Linked DNA regions of Mus musculus: region 2 is linked to region 1. A link is a contact called in public HiChIP or PLAC-seq data. All regions are on one chromosome and are shown on one strand. Each heading gives the region's core, a stretch centred on a gene start, on an enhancer-like site or on the middle of the called end of the contact. The rest is flanking DNA. Distances are from core to core; before and after follow the strand shown.

Region 1 (5,399 bases), core at 1,122-3,621:
AGCTGGTGCAGGCAGCCATGGTGCTAGAGAGGGGCTGGGAGTTCTACATGCAGATCCTCAGGCAGCAAGAAGGAAGAATGGGCTGCTGGGCCTAGGATGAAGGTCTGAAACCTCAAAGTCTACCCTAGGTGACCCACTTCCTCTAACAAGACCTCACCCACTTCAACAAGGCCACACCTTCTAATAGTGCCACTCCCCATGAGCCATTTTCGTTCAAACCACCACAGAAAGCTAAAGCCTGGGGCTCCAGATATTTGGTGTGATCTTCAGAAGGAAGAAACAAAGGTCTGGGTTGTCCTTTATTTACACTGGGCTGTAAACGGTGGGAAAACAAAGTAGTAAAGGTAGCAGGTTTTCTCTAGAAATTGTAATTCTTTTTGGCTTAGCCCCATTTGGCTGCTTATTCTGTGGATTGCCATGCCTTGCTTGATCAAAGTACACGCACATTTTGGAGGAGAGAAGACACAAGAGAACTGGACGTGGATGAGTGTAGAGAGGCTAGGGGTAGAATTCTACCTGTAGAGGAAGCCAATTAGAAGTCTGTTGCTTGTCTCCGGGCTTGCAAATATGTCTTGCGGACAAGGTTTGGATACAAAGTATTTCCCACTACACCCCACTCCAGCCCACAAAAGACCCATGTGTTCTCAGCTGGTTGCACTCTTGGCATTGAATCATAAGAGGTTAATCCACTGATCATTTTACAGCAATGGGCTCTTAGAATGTGGGGTCCCAGGGGAAGGAAGTAGGTCAGTGGGAGTGTCTTTGAAGATATATTTTTATCTTTGGACTCTGCTGTGCTCTCTGCTCCCTGGTCGCCATGAGGGAAACACCTCTCTCTACCCTGCCTCTCCACCATCATTTTCTGCTACACTTGAGGCCTAAAATGGGGAGAAAGCAGCTGACCTGGGACTGAAACCACCAAAGCTGTGAGCCAAATCAGCCAACTCTCCTATAAGTTGTTTTTGTCAGATGACTTGTCACTGTGACAGGCCACCAAACAGGCCACCAATATACACACCAGCACATTACCATGCTTGGGCTCACACTGACAGGTTGCTTTTGGTAATAAGTTAAGTATGGAACTTAACTCCAGGGAGATTCGGTTAAAAGTGGACGTGAATGGTTTATGCAAAAACGTCCGTGAAATGATTAAGGAACAGTTGGTTTCAGGGCTGGCTCATGGAGGTAGTAGACCCCAGGTGGAGCTACAACCTTTTTCTAGGTCCTGTCTTCTTTTTGTGCGCTAGCTTATTAGAAAAGTCAGAGCCATTCATAGTTTCTCTGCCTCCCACTCCGGAGAGTTGCAGGCCCTCTTCCTTAGATGCATTCAGTGGAAATCTTCAGATTGGAAACTGCCTGGCCCTGCTCCAGTCACGAGTACCCACCCCAGCCCATCACGTGACAGAGAGGGGGTTCTTAGAAGTGGATGCCAACTCCTAATTCCCACACATGGTGAGGCAGGCAGAGAGTACAGTTTCTCTAAAGGAGGGCGAGGTTCCCAGGATCATGGAAGGCTGCTGGGTGGACGAAACGTATTCTTTTTAGAAGTGGAACAGAGGCCTCACAGATTTTCGGCTGCAGAAAAGGTCAAAATGTGATTCTTTGCTTTAAAAAGCACTTTATTAAAGAACCAAGAATGGAACGGGTGGGAAATGAAGTCATCCTTGGTTTTGCTAAGAACAAAGCAGGACTAACATTGACTATCCTGGTAGCTGGAGAGCTGCCATTTTGACCACCCCGAGCATCGCAAAATGTAGCCCAGGGAAGCTGGTTTTAGAGAGCCCTGGAATCGTCTGGTCCAACCATCTCCTTGGACTCTACTTGTGTGGGGGTGTCTCCTCCCTGTGACTTGTAATCATGGCTCCCAAGGTAAGACGTGATATCGACACATAAAATCTTAGACCTTATTCTGACAGGCAGTTGCTCCAGAAATTCAAAGGTTTAACTCGGACTGAGCTTTAAAAAAAATCTAAAAGTAAGGCTCACATTTGCAAAGAAATGACAGGCTACTTCTTTCCTACCGTGTTCTGCTCATCCAACACACATTCACAAACATTACACAGAAGGCCCGCTTTAGGATAAGGCTGAGAAAAACCCACTGTCCCCCTGGGATGTGCTGTGGTCATAGGGACAGGTTGTTTCAAGGCCAGCCTAGGTCCTGCCCTTCTATCCCCTCAGCCTGCTGCCCGGAGCTCCCCGTTCCACCCAGGGACACTAAACTTCAAATCTGCAAGCAGGGGAGGGGACCACCGACTCCCTGTCCTGTTTGTAGCCTGCACTGCCTTGGAGCCTTCGATCTAGCTGGCTCTGATCCCGCGCAACAGCTGCAGGTCGCAGAAGTGCCCCGCCCCGTCGTGTCGCGCGGGGCGCCGCCTCTCTCCAGGCTTTGGGGCGCGCAGGCGGGTCGCGGGCCGCGCAGGTAGAGCTCGGCGCGGGCCCCGGAGACGGCGCGGCGGGATGGGGCGGCCCGGGGCCTGCGGCCTCCTGTTGCTCACCGCCTTTCTGGGGCTCTGCGGGCCGCGCGGGGGGCTCGGAGGTACGCGCCCCAACTTCCCTTCCCCGCCCGAGGCGGGCCGAGCCAAGCGGCGCTACGCGGAGAGGGTGGGCGGCCGGTAGGAGTGTGGGTCGGGTCCGGTCCGGTCGAGTCGGAGGCTGGGCGAGCAGGGCGCGCGGCCCTCGGTCCCTCAGGCCCCCAGGCGCGATCAGGCCCCTTGTCCCCAAGCTGGGCAGAGGGGAGGACGCGACGCGGCCCTGCTCACAGGCTTGCTGGCGGCCGACCCCTTCCAACTCCCAGCCCCAGCCTGTGCCCCACCTCCTCCCGGTGTACTGAGTTTTAAGGTCGGCCACCCGACCAGCAGAATGGCCGACTCCTGCGGGCAGCCCGGCTGCATCTTTTCAGTTTGGGTCTGGAGCTCTTTGGTCTCACGTGAAATGCAGTGAGTGGGGGACCTTCTGTTCACCTGGGCTAGTCTTTGACCCCTGGTTTCTTGTCCCTGCACCGTAGGGAACCTTAACTTTTCTGAGCTCAAATACTTAGTGTTTTATTCCCCCCCCCCCCCTTGGCTTTTTGCCTCCCTCCAGATTACTAAACACGTGGTTCTTTGGACTTTTATGAGCTCCACTTCCTAGGCCTTCCCAACATCAATTCAAAAATGACTTCCAGGTGACTTTGTTTTTAAACGGGAAAAGAAATTCTAAATCACACGTGTTGCATGTGCATAGTATTTAGATGAAATTCTCAGGATTTAAATTCATTTTCAGAGTGGCCGAACAGCATCGCTGCTTGCATGATCATTGCGTGATGACGTCATTTGGCCTCTTTGGAGTCCAAGGGCCTTCTAGGTTCTTGAAGATGCCTCACCCTTCCACTTCTTCAGGCTGCTCGGAAAAGCTCTACTCCTTCTTTATCCTCCTTCATATTTCCTAGGTCCTCATCTGCAGGCTGCCTTGCCCCTTCATGACTGATTCCAAGGGTGGGTGTGGCAAAGGGTCGGAGGAGGCTTGTTGGCTGCTGTGACTGACTGAAGGAACAGGTGTTGAGTCTAAGAGGAGAGACTCCAAAGGGCAGTGAATGGACTTTGGAAGAAAAACCCACATGGCTTCAGACAGGGGGCCAGTAATAGTATGGGGGCAAAGAGAAGTTTACGGATTAAGAGTCAGTGAGGGAGAACTTCAAACCCAAGGGCTATATTCTGTTCTCAGTTACTACTCTGGGCCTCTGTAAATTTACTACGATAATAACATCTTCCACGAGGCTTAACTAAAACAACTGCTTAGCAGCCAAAGAATGGTCAATAAACACCCATTTCCTGCCTTTCCTATCCATTATGTCCGCAGTTAGTGGGGTAGGAGACAGTAGGGCACAATATTCCCTAAGGTTAGGAGTGTGGCTTCTTTGTTGAATTAAGAATCCCGCAGCACGCGCTGTAACATGTATGTTCTTCAAGCTGTCAGGACAGCAGGACAAATATTGTAAGCCCAAATCTTTCGAAATCTACTTTGTGATGCCTGGGAGAATAGTTTAATTGTTATTCTTTGATTTTATGTGTATGGGCTATAGGGAGAAGAGGAAGCCCTGGGCTTCCTCATGTCAAAGATCCCAGAGCCTCAGATCCATGCAGGAATGGCAAAGCCTTCCCCTATCCCTGTGGCAAGGCTAAGAGGGAAAGGGCAAAGCCTTCCTCTGGTCCATGTGTGGATGTTGATAGTATGAGAGAAGATGTCAACCACACCCCACCCCACCCAGTTTTGGCCTGAAGACTGCACCCCTATACATTCTGTTAACTACACCTGTCTTCTTAGATCCAGCTGGATACCACAAACCCCGCCTACTTTTATATCTGTATGTGATAACTCTGGCTTCTTGCTCAGCTGTAAGCAATAACGGTGTCTCTCCGTTCTTTTTATATAACAAATGTGCTGAGCCTCTGTGAGCCATGGTTTCTGCAGAAGAGAGCTCCAGCAATCTGACCCCAGCTTTCTTTCTTTCTGTCAGTCTGTCTGTCTGTCTTTACTTCATCCCCTCCCCACCCCAGTCAGGCTCAACTCTCTACAGGTCATCTACAGTAATGCACAGATGTGGCTGTGTGTGTTTTGCCTGCATGTATGTCTTTTTTACCACGTGTGCCTGATGGTGGAAGAGACCAGAAGAGGGCATTAGGCCCCCTACAACTGGAGTTACAGATAAGTTGAAAGCCACCATGTGGATGCTGGGAATTGAGCCCAGGTCCTCTGGAAGGTCAGTTCATGCTTGTAACTGCTGAGCTGTCCCTCCAGCCCTGAGAATATTTTCCTCAGTTACTGCATGTGTAATGTGAGTTTAGTTCCCCTCCCCCTTGTTGCCTTGTATAATTCAGGGTGTGTTCTTAAACAATTGAATCGTCCAAGGTGAGCACTGATCTTAGTCTGTGAAGAGTTCAGGGTGAGAGGTCACCACAGCAGAAGCCACCTTTGTCTGGCAATAGATACTGTCTAGTAAAGGTCCTTTTAGTGTACAGGGCTCAGCTGTTTCTATGTGTAAGCCATACTGTTGTTCTTGGCCGGTTTTTAAAGGTAACAAGATATATGTTGCACGGGAGCCATATTATCACCACCAGTGGTTTATTTTTGTTTTGTTTTCAGTATTTCTAATTTTGACTATCTTCTTGTCAACTATTGCTTTTGCATTCTAACAAGGCTGACTGGGCCCTTGTCCAAGAAGTGTGTGTGTGTGTGTGTGTGTGTGTGCGCGCGCAAGCGCATGTGCGTGCACCTGCAAGGGGAGGGTGTGTGACCTGTTGCTTAGCCTTGTAGCTCTTTACAATGTTTGTAAATGTGTCTTCACCCTTGAGTTGTTTGGAAGAATTTTTAAAACACCTTGTATTAATTAGTCAGCTGGAAGAAAACACCCAAGACTGAAT
Region 2 (5,381 bases), core at 880-3,379, 560 kb after region 1:
TGAAGTCGATAACTCCTTTTTACTCCTTATCACTAAAATACAAACTTTGTTAAAATTAGATTTAAGAAGCATTTATCCCTTTTCTATAATATTGGTGATAATCTCATATTTCAGAATGTAACCTTTATGTTTATGAAACTTTTTCTTCTATCTAAGAACTCAATCACTTGTACACAAATTCTGTGTTACACTCAGCAAACCTCTCATTTGACAACTCACTTAGGTTATCTGCACAAACCCTACTTCTCTAAGTTTGAAGCAAAAGGAGCCGGGCTCAGAGCTCCAAGCCATAAGTTCCATTTTCTTACAGTGGTACTGTACTGCACATTTTAAGTAACAAATGACAATCCTGTTTTATCTTTCCAGAATTTATTTATCTTTTTATTCACATTGCATCCCAATCATAGCCCCCACCCATCCCCCACCCAGCCCCCATTAATGATCTTAAAAGATTCAGGAAATTTCAGAAAGATCTGCTAACTTGGATAAACAAGAACCCCATTGATATCTTAAGCTGACATATGCATTTATAATGTGCCCTACTTTTAAACAAGCCCCTCCTTTGTCTCAATGGTGTAATCTACTGTACCTTTAAAATTAGTTTTTCCATCTTTTCTCCTACCTTGGCAGAGAAACCACTTGTGTCTACACTGAAGTCTGGTCCTTTGGAATATGGGTAGTGTCCTTATTAACCACCTGCTGATCAAAGCTCGGAAGGCAACTTAGAAACAAGTGTCAAGAGCAGCAAATGCATTCCTTCTAAAAAGAAGTCTGCAAACTTTGACTTCAAAACTTCTGGATGCGCTTTTGCAACTGAAAGGCTCTGAAGAAATGAACCGAGCCAACAAAGTAGCTCAATGGGGGAAATGGAAGAACTTTCCACAGTTGGGGAATTCTACTCAATTCCCCAGCAAATCTTTCGCCTGGAGTAGTGTTGAATTTTTTTTTTCCAGCATGTTACGTGCATTCACAAGTTTAACACAGTGTTGTGTCATTTATCCAGGTAGCCCTCAATGCTAGGTCTGTAGTGCAGAACATTATCTATCTTCAATGGGCTGATAGTATTGCATATCTCTGAGTACATTCTAGATGACCGTTTTTAATTTATTCATCAAACAGTTTTGTGGGCCTGACTTTTCTTCCATGAATTTGTGCCTTATGTAGAGTATGCTTAGGAGCTGTGTTCTGCGTCAGTGTGTCAACCGTGCCTGGGATTGGAATCACATGGGTGACAAAGACTGGTGGCTAGGTAAAGGCGGTGGCGCAGGTTTGTAATGAATACATTCACGGCTTGGGTACAGAGCGTCGTAACACATCTGAGATACCAGGTGCCATCCCCGCAGTGAGAAAGGGAAGGGGGACAGATACAAGGCTGAGGGCGAGCCTTCTTCACCCCTAGGTTAGCCAAGTAACTCAGTGTTGGGGGTTTGTACTTGGGGTTTTGTAATGTTTCAGTGTTGGGGGTTTGTAATGTTCCCCAAGTGATTTTAGTGTGCAACAGAGGTTGGCACCTTAGGGCTTGTAAATAGTATAGCATTCAGAATATAAAGTCTGAATTTTCTTGGCTCCATCCTTCTTCCTTAGATTAGGAGAAGGGTGTTGATAGCCATTTCAAAATACATTATTGGACAATTTAAAAAAATTATTCAGGGTGTGTGCGCATGCTTTTGTGTGTGTGTGTGTGTGTAGTCAGTTCTCTTTGTATTTTGCTATGAGCTCTGGAGGGCAAGCAATTTCCCTCTGAGCCATCTTGACCGCCCTAACTGAACCTTTTCCTTAGTTCTTGTCTGATTCACAGTATTAGGTTTTCTTTAGGCTCTCTGAGTCGTGCTTAGTATGTTGAAAACGTGATTTAATTTAGTATAGGGCTGGGTTGAAAACAAACTTTAAGCAAAGTTACCTAACAGTGCAAGACTACCTTTGTATCCTTTTGTGCCTGTTTGTAATTCTCCATCTCTTCAGAGCTGGCTTGTCCTCACTACAGATGCCTGCTAGAGAGGAACTCCCAGTTGACTCTGCCTGTTTTGCACCTCGTACCCTTGCCTCTCATCTTCAGTGTTCCTGCTATCACTGGAGGCAGCTCCTTATCTGTGAGCCTTATGAGCCCTCCTCCTCACATCCCCAGTTCTTCCTACTGTCTTCTCCCTCATAGGCCTTCCCCTGCATACCCTCCAGAGCCTTCATGATCTTGTTCCTCCCACATCAGACTGCAGAATCAGGTTGTTGACGCTCTTTAGCTCTTTACTTTTAACTGGGTTTTGAAAAGCCGGGCTCTTTCAGGTCGACCAGTTCTCCCAATTGTACCTGATGCATGCATTTCCCCGCTCAACTTGGCTCCTTGCCCAGGCATTGTCCACACTTCCCACGCCCCAGGAGATGTAAATGCTAGTCCCAGCCATTGATTGTTCCAGGCTGCCTGACAGAAACCCATCCCCTGTTCTTGTGCTCTAATGTCCTCTGCTATGCCTCAGGAATTTCGGGAACCTCTTAAACAACAGGGGAGTCCCTTCTTCACCTCTACGGCTTCCTTTCTTTTATTGTCTAACATCTTTAAGCATGTTTATTTTGTACGTGCTTGCAGGCATGAATGAGTTCGCATATTTGTGCATGCACACGTCACAGGTCTGTGTGTCGAGGTCAGAGGCCAGGCTGCAGGAGAGTTGATTATTTCTTTCCACTATGTTGGTTCTGAAGATTGAACTCGGGTCACCTTCCTTAGTGGCATGTGCCTTTGCCCTCTGAGCTGTCTCCTCGGACTTATTATCACTATTCTTGAAAAATATTTCCCTGCCCACATCTACATTCTTCTTCTCCTCTTAGGCTTTCTCGGAAATTATTTTACTGAGAGTAGAGATAGGAACCCTTTCATTTTTTCCCTTCTAACTCCTGTATTACATTTTCTCCATCTCCTCCTGCCTTTTTCATCTCTCGTTAATAGGATTCAGAGCGGAGCAAGGCAAACTCAAGCCTTTGAGCTATTTTGCAACTATTTATGTTGCACCTGGTGTGTGAAAGATACCTTCCTTCTTAGGAGTCGTGCAAACCCCACCCCTATTGATGTCTTCTTCTAGAAGGGAAGACCCACAGTTAGCAAATCAATAAGCCCACACAGGGATATCAGGTGTTCGTAAGACTTGTAGTGCTTAATAAGTCTTGGGGAGGAATTTACCGGGTGGGAATCAGTAAGTAGGCTGGGCAGAGAAGACAGCCCAGATTCTGAAACTAAGAGAGCTGGCTCAGTCAGGGAAACAGCCAAGTATGGCTGGAGAAACTAGGGGGCAAGGGAAAGAGGGGAGGGGCAGAGGACATGTGGATGTGGACAATGAGGGTAGTGTCTTGTCGTTATGAGGAGTTTAGCTTTGATTCTGAGAATGATGGGAAATGTTTGTTTGGAACACTTCCCATCTTTTTGAAGCTAGTTTGTGATAACATCCTTCCCGCCCCCCCCCCCATCCTCCGCCCCCGGAGATTGCTTATAGCATATATGACCCTTATCTGGCATTGGAATCATTTCTGCTATTTTGGGGGAGGTTACAGTCGTGGGATAAGTCAGTCACAGGAGGGAGGGCGCTGAGAGTTAGAACTGGGTTCAGGAAGAGTCCAGGAAGGAAGGCACTGGATGGGTTTATGGGAAGAGAGGCTGAGATAGCTGAAGAGTTCCAAGGAGGGGGTGAAATGGAGGATGGGTCTCCTTCCCAGCATGCACCTTGTGCTGAAGTCTGCAGAAGTTAAGACTGCATTCTTTAGACAGCAAGTGACGCGAGCGTCTGAAAGAGCACTCCGTGGATTATGTAAGGTGGATTCTGTTCAGCCAGTGACTAAGACTTAGTTCATCTCAGTTTCCGTTTTCTTCCTTATACAACAAGGACATGATGCACCTTTGTCCACAGAAGTGCGTGGATTAGATGAGGTACTCCGCTCGTGTACAGCGCCTTCTCTGGTGTCTGCCATAGAGTAACCTCCTCTCGAACAATGATGAGGCCCCGGAAAGAAAAGTGAGATAAGAAATTGGTGCATGTGTGTGTGTCTGTCTGTCCCTCCCCTCTCCTTCCACATGCTAGATAAACACTCTTACTGAGCAGTGCCCCTGGCCCTCTTTTTGCCCCTTATTTTGAGATGCCATTCCACCAAGTCACCTCTGTACTCACTCTACCCCAGGCAGGATTTGAACTTGGGACCCTCTTATCTCAGTCTCCCAAAGTAGCTGGGATAGTAGAGCAGTGGCCTCAGGCCTAGCTAGAAATTGACTTTAAGGATACCTACAAAGTGAAAGGGATTATTAGACTTGATTTAAAGAGAGAATTGATAGGATTTAGAAAATGGTTTCCTGCTGAATGTGCTGGGTACCTATAATCCAGCATTTGTGGTGTGGAGGTAGGATGGTCAGCTCAAGCTCACTGCAGTTACATGCTGAGTTCTAGGCCAGCATGGTCTACAAGAGACTCTGCCTCAAAACCAACTAACTAACTAACTAACTAACTAACTAGCTAACTAACTAACATTTTCTAAAAGCATTGTCAACATTTTTATTATTATTATTATTATTATTTTATTTATTTATTTATTTATTTTATTTTTTTGGTTTTTTCGAGACAGGGTTTCTCTGTTTAGCCCTGGCTGTCCTGGAACTCACTTTGTAGACCAGGCTGGCCTCGAACTCAGAAATCCGCCTGCCTCTGCCTCCTGAGTGCTGGGATTAAAGGCATGTGCCACCACACCCGGCTCATTGTCAACATTTTAAAGTGGAATATGGAAGTGCTTTTCTTGAAACAAGTTTGTTAATTTTAAGTATTAAAAATGGGTGTAAGGTGGATATTTAGGATAGAATTGATCTTAACGTTTGCTTTTCTTCTTAGTTAGGGATTTATGCTTTGTAGTTAATTCCACCGTTAAAATTTCTTGAGTAACTTCCATTCACTTCTGTCAGAGTTTCCGCCATCTCACGTGGAATGAAGATACATACTGTGTTTCTCTTAAGAGCGAGAGCACTAAAACGTTCCTGAGCTGGTGGTTCTTATTTGTTCCTTTCTTCCTGTGTTGTCTGACTTTGTGTGCTAGGTCTAAAACAAACAAAACAACCAAGGCCACGAGGTGAGGTGCTAGTTTCCTTGGCTTTCCTTGAGCTTTGAGGAGCCTCCCTTAGGGCTTTTGACCTCTCTGCTGTAGGAACCCAGGCATGTTCGTATAGACCGCGGTCTCCTCACTGCAGAGGAAGGCAGACCTGGATGTTCTTCAGTGCCGGGGTCTGGGAGTCATAGCCAGAGATGTGTAAGCCTTCATGACTTGAGGCATTCTTCCTGAACATGTTAACTGGCTGCTTCCCAAAGAAGCCGGGAAAATCCTCCTTTATGTTTCTGTATTGACTTGCTGTCCGTGGACCT

The links. HiChIP or PLAC-seq counts read pairs in DNA pulled down with a chosen protein or histone mark.
Region 2: an H3K4me3 HiChIP or PLAC-seq map of embryonic stem cells shows a contact between it and region 1, with 5 times the contacts expected there. The contact joins the enhancer-like site here to the promoter of Cspg4b in region 1. A contact is called at or near these places in 1 of 484 Hi-C or Micro-C datasets (cortical neurons), 4 of 115 datasets of contacts at active chromatin or transcription factors (embryonic stem cells, extraembryonic endoderm stem cells and stem cell-derived neural progenitor cells) and 1 of 9 other capture datasets (embryonic stem cells).

What each region holds. Positions count from the first base shown.
Region 1 is chr13:113,290,799-113,296,197 of GRCm38.p6, forward strand. It overlaps Cspg4b (chondroitin sulfate proteoglycan 4B), which reads left to right and starts at 2,372. Exons shown (of 10, transcript NM_001378698.1): 1 at 2,372-2,536. The coding sequence starts at 2,458.
Region 2 is chr13:113,848,497-113,853,877 of GRCm38.p6, forward strand. All of the region lies in intron 1 of Arl15 (ADP-ribosylation factor-like 15), which reads left to right. Among named protein-coding and RNA genes, the nearest start is that of Arl15, 57 kb to the left of the region's middle. Within about 2 kb of position 2,130, at least 22 of the 459 cell types and tissues checked have an H3K27ac peak or open chromatin away from gene starts, as enhancers often do. A contact at or near this core is called in embryonic stem cells and extraembryonic endoderm stem cells, where this site is marked.